Regions from separate parts of the Gossypium arboreum genome. Here region 1 is linked to region 2. Evidence: chromatin contacts called from public Hi-C data. All regions are on one chromosome and are shown on one strand. The core of a region is the stretch at or near the end of the contact, and the rest is flanking DNA. Distances in the headings are between cores, read along the strand shown. Region 1 holds the start of LOC108461356 (E3 ubiquitin-protein ligase RFI2-like). Region 2 holds the start of LOC108464540 (26S proteasome regulatory subunit 6A homolog).

What was found. Hi-C and Micro-C count contacts between places; a contact is called where the count stands out from the background.
Region 1: a contact with region 2 is called in a Hi-C map of leaf, with 3 times the contacts expected there. The contact joins the promoter of LOC108461356 here to the promoter of LOC108464540 in region 2. A contact is called at or near these places in 2 of 5 Hi-C or Micro-C datasets (both in leaf).

The regions. Positions count from the first base shown.
Region 1 is chr13:91,810,342-91,816,806 of ASM2569848v2, forward strand. LOC108461356 (E3 ubiquitin-protein ligase RFI2-like) reads left to right here and starts at 3,655. Exons shown (of 6, transcript XM_017761187.2): 1 at 3,655-4,303; 2 at 4,911-5,080; 3 at 5,449-5,507; 4 at 6,040-6,065; 5 at 6,168-6,465. The coding sequence starts at 4,108.
Region 2 is chr13:91,654,377-91,661,057 of ASM2569848v2, forward strand. It overlaps LOC108464540 (26S proteasome regulatory subunit 6A homolog), which reads left to right and starts at 2,903. Exons shown (of 11, transcript XM_053024201.1): 1 at 2,903-3,058; 2 at 3,192-3,286; 3 at 3,658-3,774; 4 at 4,132-4,239; 5 at 4,398-4,589; 6 at 4,697-4,888; 7 at 5,118-5,236; 8 at 5,347-5,434; 9 at 5,522-5,641; 10 at 5,720-5,860; 11 at 5,944-6,392. The coding sequence starts at 2,950. The coding sequence ends at 6,021. LOC128286912 reads left to right here. Exons shown (of 7, transcript XM_053024721.1): 4 at 1-183; 5 at 1,005-1,123; 6 at 1,311-1,416; 7 at 1,629-2,272. The coding sequence ends at 2,183.

The sequences.
Region 1 (6,465 bases), core at 2,405-4,904, 160 kb after region 2:
TTTACGTTCCATAATGATTTAATCCAAACTAATTTATACATGTGTATATATATTTACTTTTCATCACATTAATACCATAATGAAACATATTTACATGATCATTCTTGATACAAATATTCAAACGATTATGCATCATCATTTTAACATTAGTTACATATTTTCATAGCCCGATGAACTATAGTAACATGACTTGGATACTCGAGTTCCCCAAAACACACCAAAGAGCGTTGAAATGCTAAGAGAGGCACTGAAGTACAATCCCATACAAGCACGTGTTCTAACCCTATTGGCATGCCAATCGTATCCTAATTGTTCACTACGTTCAAGTAAACATTTAAATGAATTCATCACATTAACAAATCAGAGGCACTTCCACATAAGTAATTCCATATTATGTAATAATTTACATTAATTTAGAAATCATACCATTCATAGTTCTCAATGCAAAACATTTACAATCTCAAAATTTTTAAGATTTACAGCAAGTAACAAGTACAAAAATATATTTATTAATACACTATGAACTTACCAAAATACGGTAGCTATTAACACGGGACGACTACCCGATGACTTTTCATTTCTCGCGTTTATCAATCAACCGATCCGTTTCTTGATCTATATATAATATTTTTATTCAATTAACTAATTCAATATCATAAAATATATAAATTTACATTTTTGACCCTTTAACAATATTTTATACTTTTACCCTAAACTTTTATATTTTATATGATTCGGTCCCTAAAATCGAAACTATTTAAAATTTCACATTTAACCCCTAATATTCAAACCCGAACAAACCAGCACCTTATATAGCCTTTAAACATTCAAAAATTTCAATTTAATATGCTAGATTTTTACAAAATTTCATATTAATCCATAGGTTTAAAACTATAAAAAATTCCTTTACTTCTTATTTAAAAATCAAGATTATTTATCATTTAATCTCGAGAACACCTAGAATTCGTCAATGGCAAGTCTTAAAGCCTTTAACAGTTTTACGAAATAGTGATTGAGTTAGCTAAATTAAGCTATAATGATCTTAAAACCATAAAATTTACAAGAAACAGATAGAAAAACCACTTACATGCATGAATTTTGTGATGGCGGAACCTTAAAGCTCTTTAATGGTTTCCTCTCACTATAATTTCGGTGGGAAAAAATATAAGGAAGAATAACTTGTTTTATTTTTATTTTGTTTATGTTTTCATTAATCTAATTACTATCCTTAATAATATCATCACAATAAACTAATTATTAACCTTTAACTGTCCATATAAATTTATTATGGTCTAAATACCATATAAGTCCTCCCATATTTACTAATTAAACCATTTATTTAATAAATTTCAATAGTGATTAAGTTTTACAACTTTTACGATTTAATCCTTTTTCCTTAATTAACTAACCAAACATTAAAATTTCCAAACAGAACTTTCACATACCAAAATAATAACTCTGTAAATATTTTATGGGCTTAGTTTATAAAAACGAGGTCTCGATACCTCATTTTTCACAACTACTTGACTTTAAAAGCAACTTATTTGAACTTAACTATTTGTTCAACTAGCAAAAATTTATCAAATCAAAATTCAATATAAACTATGTTTGACTCATATAAAATAAATAACAATAAAATACGAAATCAGTGTCAAAATTGTGGTCCCGAAACCATTGTTTTCGACTCCACTGAAAACGAGTTGTTACATTGTAGGATCTTTGGAAAATGGTATTTATACCCTCTAATTCATTTCCAAATGTTGGGGTTGTTGTGGAAGTTAATAGAGTCATTGGGGATGAAAATACCAGATGATTAAATTCACCTGCAACAATGAGTATCGATACTTGCTAACAAGGTATCGGTAATTTTTACATTTAATGCAAAGTTTAGTGACCATTGTAGCTAAAGATATCGATACCAATGGGCTTTTATCTATACCATATGAAAAATATCGATATTGGATCGATACTTAGCTAAATTGCTTGAAAACAAAATGTCGATTTGGTATCGATTTTTTTAAAACTATTGATACTTACTGACTTGTTTTAAAAAAAATTTAACTTGGTTGAAAATGTTTAACTCAATTGAAACCATTTTAACTTGATTTTATCATTTTGTTAATTTTGTTCAACTTCAACTTTTATTCAAAAACATTTTAATTTGTTATATCAAAACATATTATCAAATAAAGCTAGTTTAACAAATAATAATAAAATCAAGATAGTTATCTATTTTTATTTTTGAAAATTTACACACCTTAAAATATTATCTACTTTCCAATGGCTTATCACTTCTGTGATAAACTACTCATATCTCTTGAACAAAAAATAAAATAAAAACCATATATATAATTACAAGAGTTAATTGCATTATATATATCCAAACTATGACCTCATTCTAAATTAGTCCCTAAACTTTAAAAATTATAATTACATTTCTAAATTATAAATGTTCTATCAATAAGGTCTTTTGTTATTAAAATTATTATTTTAACAACTAAATTAAATATAATATCTAATGTGCCATAATTTAAAATGAGACAGTTGAGACCTTACTGAGGATTTTGATAGTTCTAATCAAGTTGGGGCACTAGTATGGCTTTAGGGTAATGGTTATAGTGGTAGTAGTGTTGATAGGAGTTGAATTGTGCATGTTGACATTCTTGGGTGACTTTGTGTGGTGCTTGTTTGGGCTGGCCACGATTAGTATTTATTGGAGGTGTTTAATGATAGACACGAGGCTTACACTGAGTGGTTGAAGAAACATTGGTATTTAAAACATCAAAATCAATTAAATAAATTGTTAGAAAATTTTAATCTCTTGATAATGTCAACAGATTTATTATTATAATATTAAAATTAATTAAAATAATTAATTTAATCTCTTTCTAAAATTTAAATTTGTATTTTATGTTTTTAAATTAACCTTAATGAAGTTAACTTAAATAATTCATCTTTAATAATTGTCTATAAAACTAAATTTCTTTAGATTCTATTATTTTAAATTTTTCATGATAAGCTAAAAGTTAAAAAAAAAAACTTTGCAATTAAATAATTTTATCTTCTATGCCAAACAAAATACATATTTTTTAATCAATTATTTACCTAAACAAAGAACAATCAATTAATTTAATTAATTGTAGAGATTTTCTTTACTTTTGGCTTAGCATAGAAGATTTAAGATCATATAATCAAAAGAAATTTAAGTTTCATAGACAATTATTAAATATGAGTTATTTAAGTTGATTTCTTAATAAAATTCTAAACGTTAGGAGATTAAATTAATTATTTAAATATTAAAATAACAAACTATCAAGGGATAATAGATTTGAACAATTTATTTATTTGATTTTAATGTTTTGAAATTTAAATTTTAATATTGAAAAAATTAAAATTTTTGGTAATGGGATAAATAACAATTTGATAATTTTTACATATCATCTTAGTTTCTATCGCTTTTTTGCTTTAATCTTTTAAAGAAATTTTAAAAATAATTTCTTTTAATGTGAAAATGATTTGACATGTTCCTCAATTGTGATAAGAATTTTAACATTTGAGTAATTAAAATTAAAGCCTTCTCTAACGGTAGTGATGAAATTGTAAAGATTTTTTGAGTAACCAAAATAAAAGCTATCTTAAAATTTAGATGACTAATTGAATAGTTTAAACTTAAAAATTTATTTTTAGGAAATAACGTTTCTTTTCTATCATGTTTTAAATAAAAATTTCTAAAAATAAAAGAAGGAAAACGAAAACGTTGTAAAATAAGAGAAAAAAAATTGAAATAGAAGGACATTTAAAAAGAAAAATAAGAGTTCAACTTAATTTCTCATTTTTCTCGTAAGCCTTCCAAAAAAGGAAAATCTAAATTCTGTTCTTCTATGGTCAATCAATAAAGGAATTTAAGACGACGAGTCTTTTTTCTTCTTTTTTTTTTTTTTTTTAGTAATTTTATCTGGTTGGAATCGGAGGTTGTGTTAGTAAATTGAGGAGGTGGAGGAGGAGGAAGAGGGGCTGAATTTTACCTTTCTTTTTTCTTAATTTTAGGTAATTTAGGTTTTGAGATTCCGGGGGTGTATTAATTTTAACTTTATAACTGTTTTAATTATGGGATTAAGGAGCAATAGTGTGGATGATGTAGTGGTGGAAGACGGTGACGGAGGTGATGGTGGCGGTAATGTTGATTGCAGAAATGGAATGAAGTCTTTCGGCTCGGTTTCATGCTCGATTTGCCTCGAAACGGTTACTGATAATGGAGATCGATCGTGGGCTAATCTTCAATGTGGTCATCAATTTCATTTGGGTGAGTCAAAATTCTCAAGATTTTGCAGCTGATTTTGTCAAGAAATCTTTTCTAAAAAAAAAAAAAAGGGATTGAAGATCTGGGCTCAATTTTCCTCAGTTAATTTCACGGATGCCTTTAATTGATCATGTATATGAGAACTTTTGAACTTCTTATTTTTAATTTTTCAATTTTTGCTATTCTTTTAGCTGGATATGATAGTTTAGCTTCATAGAAAAGCATAACTAGTTGAATGAGACGCAATCTAATGGATTTTAGATATTCCAATAAATTGTTCATTTTTGTGGGTCTATTGCTTTGGCTGATTGGATGATCAGAGTGAATGTTGTATTGCAATCAGTTTCCCCAGATTATTAGTGTCGAAGGGTATCAAGTTAGAAGAAAAAAATTTATGTCTTTAGTTTCACTGATTTTATCGATATATTTTGATGAACAACAGCTTGAGAGGGGTAATTTGATGGACATTAGTTGAATTTGAAGGATTTTAGTGTATTCTGTATGTTACATTTGTTGTTTTTGGCAGACTGTGTAAGAAAATGATTGTTTAAAATCCTTTTTTTTAAGGTTCTAATTTATTATTTATATGTTTTTTAATTATTATTTTCAGATTGCATTGGTTCAGCATTCAATATAAAGGGTGCCATGCAATGCCCCAACTGTAGAAAAATTGAAAAAGGTCAATGGCTTTATGCCAATGGTTGCCGTTCAAACCCAGAATTTAGTGTGGATGATTTGACACATGATGACGACATTTATGATCTAAGTTTCTCTGAAATGGTAATGGAGTAACATTGCTATGCGAATTCTTTACATATAATTTCTGGCTTCATGCCATGCCTAAATGACTTTTTATTGCCTTACTTACGGTTCCACCATCCTATTTATTGATTTATTGAGTGATATGTGTTTTTTTTGAGCTCTTAGTTAATAAACCAAAGTTCTTTCACTGATTTAAACTAATCTTCATCATCTAGGTATGTTTTAAGTACAATAATTTCTGCCGAAAGTTCTTTGCAAACCTATACAATCATGTCTCCATGTTAGTGTTTGTTGTTTGCTTTCTTTATTTGCGTACACTTTAGGCTGACAGATGAGTTGAGTTGAAATCCATTTGCTGCTTACTTATTTTGGCTTTTTCTTTGTAGTCATTTGGAGTTCATTGGTGTCCATTTGGAAGCTTAGCACAACTTCCTTCATCATTTGAGTAAGCATTTTCTCATTTATTAAAGGTTGAATCGGAGTAGTTTTCTGCTTCAATTTCTATGCTGAGAAGTGATGATCAGTTGTCTGTTCTTCACATCAAATGTTTGCCACCTTGTGCTTTTTGTTTTTTAAGGGTTAATCTTTGCTATAAAGAGAGAGAGAGACAGAGAGTTTGGTGGAAATTTTGGGAGAGAGTTGGCATCTTCTTAGTTAGAAACTGATTTAGAAGTTGAGAAAAGGTTCATCCTCTGCTTATTATTTGTGGTAACAAGGCTCTGGAATTTAAGTTAGTCCGAGACAAATGGACCTAATTTTAACAGCTGGAACAGTAACAGTGAAATGGCGCCCTCTTTAGTAAGATTTATATGAATAAATGCCCAAACCTAAATATGTTAGTGCCATGGGCGCGTGTAAAATTCTCCTTTCATTTCTTTACACATCATTACATTTTTGTTTGCTTAGTTTTGTTTGCCGTGGTCAAGTTCCAACTATTATCTTTCCTTAATGTGTCATTTTCTTCTGTTATTTTTCAGGCAGGGAGAGTTTTCGTCTAGAACATGTAAGATATTTCCTTGTTTTATTAAGTAATGCTTGTTATTGTGGGTTTTATTAGTGAAGGTGTCTGGCCTAATATGCTGATATGAGTTATATTGGAATGCAGATCATGAGTTACTGGGACAACATGCTATCTTTGCTGAACATTCTTCTTCTGCTACTCATCCATGCCAATATATAGCTTACTTTGGGCCAACGATTCATCCCTCTTCCTCAAATTCCAGTGGAACTATTCCAGATAGTTCTAGCTTCCACAGTCACTGGAATGGTCCGTCTGTGCCTAGTGAGATACCTCCATCTTATGCTTTTCCTGCAATGAATCTCCATTATCAAGGTTGGGAGCACCATTCCGCTCCATTCTCTACATCTAACCGTCGAATTGGTGGTTCCGGTCAACCTTCAAT
Region 2 (6,681 bases), core at 1,653-4,152:
GCTTCTGTGGATGATCCGTTTGTCATTGCTTCACTGCTTCCTCCCAGAGTTCTTCTTGATGCTCAGAACTTGAGATGGACCCTGTGTGCATCAGATCGATGCTTCAGTAATCCCGTGACATCCGCATTCTTTCGATCTGTAAAAGTGTTGCCAGTTTCTCGTGGTGATGGGATTTACCAGATGGTACATCTTTTAAATTTTGGCATATTCTTAGCAAGTATGGAACAGTGTGTGTTGAGTAAGAATCAAGTCAATAAGTATACATCATGCAAGTGCATAGAATCAATGTTACAAGGGATGTGGATATGTTTTGTAAGGGGAATGAAAATTAGAGCACAGTCGCTACTTAAATGAAACCTAATTTGATAGTATGGTTTTCTCTAGTTCGTTTAGTAGGAATGAAATATGATTATTGGAACATAAAACCTTATTTTTTGGAACTTATACATACGAATTTTATGTTCATATAAAATACACAATTCTCAATTCCGAAGTTAGTGGATTGTTTTGTTTTACCCAATAATCTTATAATAAACTATACATTAATCAGATCATTAGTTTTACTAAATTGGATCGCTAGTGTTCCTTGATTAGGATTGTGTATCAATGTGAAAATGGTTGGAAAGATAGCGATTTGTGGTATACATTGTTGAGATGAGGAACGTTTAACTGAAGGTGGAAAACAAAGAAGACGGATATATTATTGGCTTTTGAATGTCTTTGAAATGTATGATTGCTAATGTAGTCGAATAGTTTGATTGTACATACAATCTACATGCATATTGTTTAGTGCCTTTAAGGGACTTTGTTTCCTTTTCCGTTCCTTGAACTTCATATGATGCATAAGTTATGTAATATGTGTTAGACGTGAGATACTTGGACTTTCATCAACAGGTTTATAGTCCGGTATGTTGATTTTATCTTGCATGTTTACGCCTTCATTAATTACTTAAACATGTGTGGTATTTATGCCCATTTCATCATTTTGATTCAATTTGTTGCAGGGCATGGATATGGCCATTTCGAAATTGAATACTGGTGGGTGGGTTCATATCTTTCCAGAAGGTAGTCGTTCTCGAGATGGTGGAAAAACTGTGAGATCTTCTAAGAGAGGTGTCGGGAGGTGAGTGTAAATAACTTCCTATGCAAATCTACATCTTCTCACATCAGGAAATAAACAGACCCATCTCTTGACGGAATCTGTGTTAAAGGGTTAAATTTTTTCAAAAAAAAAAGAGGAACTTTTAGCCTATTTGTTGCTTTCCTTGTTAGTAACAAAAACTTTTGGAAACATTGTTATGGTGATACAGGTTAGTTCTAGAAGCTGACAGTACCCCAATTGTTCTGCCATTTGTGCATACCGGAATGCAAGATGTTATGCCAATAGGGGCCAATTTCCCAAGGATTGGCAAGACGGTATGTATTCCTGCTGTTATTCCTTTGCTTAATAGACATTAGTTTTATGTGATATCTCCAGTGGCTTCACAATGCTTTTACATGGTCCCGTTTATAGTAGCATTTAAGAAAAATCCTTCCTAATTGGCCGTAATATTGGGTTTTATGTTTATGATCTCATTTCCTGTCAATAATTGTTATGCTGAATTCTTTTAATACATGCAATTTTGTAGGTGACAGTTCTAATTGGAGACCCTATAATTTTTGATGATCTGCTTAACTCGGAAGAAGCCACAGAAGCATCAAGAGGAAAATTATACGATGCCGTCGCATCTAGAATTGGGCATCAACTGCAGATTTTGAAAGTAAAAGTCGATAAATTAGCGCTCGAGCAATCTATCCGATTAGAAAACCATAACAAAGATGGTGCAGAACGAGCAGCCAATATCTTGCACCAGGTAGATTTGGATCCATTTGGGTTAGGAAGCCATGAATATATTAGGTATGAATCCTTGGTAGAAGAAGCCCGAACGAAGCTGAATGATATGAGTCCCGAAGAAGCCACTGCAGATGGATATACGAGAATGGGATATTCTTGTGAAGGCGGGATTGGTTCAAGGATTCGCAGTTATATGGATCCAACTGAATTGATGGGATTCGCAGCGAGAGGCTTGCTAATGAACTGCAGATCCAAGGAAAAGCATTCAGACACAAGTGACATAAGCCCACTGAAGACTTGGAAACAGTATTTGGAAGCTAATATGCTAAAACAATGGAATACATGTTAAAATTTGGTGTTCGAATATGTAAATAAGAAACCTTGATATATCAGCAGTTTTGATATATGCTAAATATAAATTTCCAGCTTTTACTTCTACCTCATGTTGTTCTCGTATCTCTACTAACTCAGATAACTCTTACACCACCAATATCTCTACTAATATCAAATGTATATAGCGTGTTAATGATCTTGAAATGGTATTTACTTCCGATTTGAATACACTTCACATCGTGAATGCTGATTTTGTTTTAAAAATCACACTAATTTACCAACTTTAGATGTTAAATAGTTTGAAATTAATTAATAAAATAACACATAAAATTTGTATAATATTAAAATTAAAAGAAAGTTTACAAGTTGACCTCTACTCAATCAAATATATTTTAATAGTAAAAATCTTATCACACGCACATATATATATAAACCACTTATTTAAATTACAAATATATATGTATAATAATAATATATATTAAATAATTTAAAATATTATTAATTTATAGAGTTGGTGGAGATAACAAATAGTGCATATTAAAATAAATATATAAAATAAATTAAAATGAAATTTTGGTTGAGTAATAAAATTAAGGTTTTGTCAATCCAATTGGTGTGAGTTTAAATATCATTATATTCATATTTTTATTTTTATTAATTTTTTTAAAATAAAAATATTCTCAAATAATACAACTTTATTTTAATTACAAATGGGATATATTTGGGCTGTGCAGTGAGAAAAGCTTGGAGTAATTTGAAAAAGAAAAGGAGCCCAGATTTGAATGAAAGAGCAGGCCGACGTGAAGGAAATAAGCCCATTGCAGATTCATCGGCTGAAATCGAATTTTTTCAAGCTCTCATTTTCTTCGACAACAAGAGAACTACAGTTTGGTAGTATAAAGATCTTCATCTGTTCTTCCTTTTTCTCTATTCTCTCCGTCTTGTATTCTTTTCCTTCATTTTCCGACTCATCGTTGTATTTTTTTTTTGAAACCCTCACCGATGGCGACCGCTATGGTAGAAGATTCTAGCTTTGAAGAAGACCAGTTGGCTTCCATGACTACCGAGGATATCGTCCGAGCTTCCCGTCTTCTTGATAACGAGATTCGTATTCTCAAGGTCCCTCTTTGACCTTGATCTCTCTCTTTCTCTCTCTCCCCCGCATTATGATTACTATTTTTTAGGGTTTTTGTTTTTGTTTCTTTTTTAATCCACAACTATCAATTTTAATCAGATGGTTTCTTTCAATTACTCGATGTTAATCGGATTTTAGTTTTGGGTATGGATTAAATCTAGGCAATGTTTACAAATAAGGGAATGTTCTTTAGTTTAGTTGTAAATTTTCTGGTTTATTATAATTGGGATATGTTGATGGTTAAAGCTATATTATTTTCTTTTTTATGGAAAAACTTTTTCTACTTCTGAAATAATGTAGCTATATTTTGATCGAATTTTCTGATTTTTGTTTTAATTGGTTTCTGGGATTAAAGGAGGAGATGCAAAGGACAAATCTCGAGTTGGATTCATACAAGGAAAAGATTAAGGAGAATCAAGAGAAAATTAAGCTTAACAAGCAGTTGCCTTACTTAGTCGGCAACATTGTTGAGGTAAATTTTTCTTCTTTCTTTTTCCCCCAATGAACCCTGTTGAACTTCTGTGTTAAATTTGTGTTCCAGTAATCTTCTATTTGTTCTGTACTGGTATATATAATTCTGAATTTAAATAAACTCAAAAGAGTATTCAAAGGGGGCAGCAAATGAATAATGAGCCATTGCAGATGAATAATAAGCAAAGCTTCTGCTTGCATTTTAGTTGGACTAGATTGTGAGTATTGGATACAGATGTGTTTGACATGGCCCATGTCGAAAAATGTGTGTGGCACCCATGTCAAACATGGGTACCGTAAAATGATAGTCAGATCCACATAGTTTGCTGCTTTAAATTTTAACTACTCTTTCTTTCAGATATTGGAGATGAACCCTGAAGATGAGGCAGAGGAGGATGGTGCCAACATAGATCTAGACTCACAAAGGAAGGGTAAATGTGTTGTGCTGAAAACCTCTACTCGTCAGGTAATGGCACAGCATCATTTCTTATCTGCTATGATAGGGAAAGTCAATAATCAGTTATGCTTTTCCTTAGTTCAAGTGGTTACCAAAATCAACATCTTTGAATATCTCGGTGGAAAGAAAAACTGGTTTGATCTTGACATGTTTTATAATTACTACAGACCATCTTTCTACCTGTGGTTGGACTTGTAGACCCTGATAAATTGAAACCTGGTGATTTGGTTGGTGTCAACAAAGACAGCTACTTGATATTGGATACTTTGCCATCTGAGTACGACTCCAGAGTAAAGGCTATGGAGGTTGATGAGAAGCCAACTGAGGACTACAATGATATTGGTGGCTTGGAGAAGCAGGCAAGTTTTTTTAATTCCTACTGCCCTTTCCGAGATTATCATTTTGTAACTGTTAAGCTAAAGTTTAATTCTTTTTCCCCATTTTCTGATTGTTGTTCCTGGATCAGATCCAAGAACTAGTTGAGGCCATTGTGTTGCCCATGACTCATAAAGAAAGGTTTCAAAAGTTAGGCATTCGTCCACCTAAGGGGGTGCTCTTATATGGACCTCCTGGCACTGGAAAAACCTTGATGGCCCGTGCTTGTGCAGCACAAACAAATGCCACGTTTCTGAAGCTAGCAGGCCCACAGCTGGTTCAGGTATTAAGTCCTATAGCCTTTTCGGCTTACTTCTCTATATATTTAGATCCTGTCTACTCATTTCAGTTCCCGTTGGAATCATTTTTTGCCATACTCCTTACTTGGTTAGTATAACATGACAGAAAATAGTGAGTAATGGAGTAGTTTTTATCATTTAACAGTATTATTTTGTGCTTTCATATCGGCTTGCTTAGGCCCTATAATAAGTAAACAATCATAATGCATGTAGATGTTTATTGGAGATGGAGCAAAACTTGTCCGTGATGCTTTTCAGCTTGCAAAAGAAAAGTCTCCATGCATCATTTTTATAGATGAAATTGATGCAATTGGCACAAAGCGTTTTGATAGGTAATGCCATATCTTAAAATCTTCAGAGGCAAATTTGTTTCAAATCTGGTTGTGGCATCTATTTGTGGATAGAAACCACTGATTCTTGATCTGCCTGCTACTATATGCAGTGAGGTGAGTGGGGATAGGGAGGTTCAGCGAACAATGTTGGAACTGCTTAACCAGCTTGATGGCTTTAGCAGTGATGAACGCATTAAGGTTTGACTTTGTGGTGCATCATTTTTTTTCTGTTATCTATTTGCTAAAACATAAGGGATCTATTTTAATATAATGAATGTATTATAGGTCATAGCAGCAACTAACCGAGCTGATATCCTTGACCCTGCTCTGATGCGTTCTGGTCGATTGGATCGTAAAATTGAGTTCCCACATCCCACTGAAGAAGCAAGAGCTCGAATCCTTCAGGTATGACTTTCGTTGCTTCTGCTTCCATGGATTCGATCATGCACAGAATTTTACTAAAAGCTTGCATTGATTTTGTAGATCCACTCAAGGAAGATGAACGTTCATCCAGATGTCAATTTTGAAGAACTTGCTCGATCTACAGATGATTTCAATGGAGCACAGCTGAAAGCTGTTTGTGTGGAGGCAGGCATGCTAGCTCTTCGCCGCGATGCAACTGAGGTGCAGTTTCTAATCTTTTAGAAGTTTTTCTTTTATTTGAGGTGGGGGAGCTGCTAAATAACAAATTGGGGGTTGTGTTTTAGGTGAACCATGAAGATTTTAATGAAGGCATCATTCAGGTGCAAGCTAAGAAGAAGGCAAGCCTAAATTACTATGCATAATGGGAGAGCATTTCAGTGTAAGAATGTGAAGGTGGGTTGTGTTGAGAATAGGTTGATATACATATTTTACTCTCTGCCCAATTATATTGTGTTAGGTTTTCCTGGTTTGCACTTAATTTTATATAAAAAAAACCATTTACAAATGGATTGTTCTGTTTAAAAGACTGCCATCTTTTTATTTGAATAAGCTAGTTCAGCAACAGATTAAGATTGAGAGGGAAAAAAAGTTTAATCTGAAAATTTTGTATTTGAATAGGAAAAGAAAAAGAAAGAAATCCTCTTAAACTGTTAAAACTTAGGTGATAGTTTTTCTTTATATAAAATGGTCTGTTTAATGGAAAGATGATAATGAGATAGCTTTATAATAACAAGTTTAGTTGTAAATGTTTATACATTGTGTTTAGTCGATGTTTATTTACACAATGCATATATTAGAAGTTATAGCAATTTTTTTTAAATTCCATTTATTAGTAAATTAAGTAATCCTCAAATATATTGTTTTCTTTGTACTTTAAATGATTAAGAATTTTGATATATTTCAATGATAATTAATTGTATTTTTTTAACTTGAAAGAGGTCCAATTAAGATGAATTAATGAAGTTTACTTTTTTTTTTTAAGAAATTAAATTATCTACTTTTCAAATTTGGAGTTGTTTTGT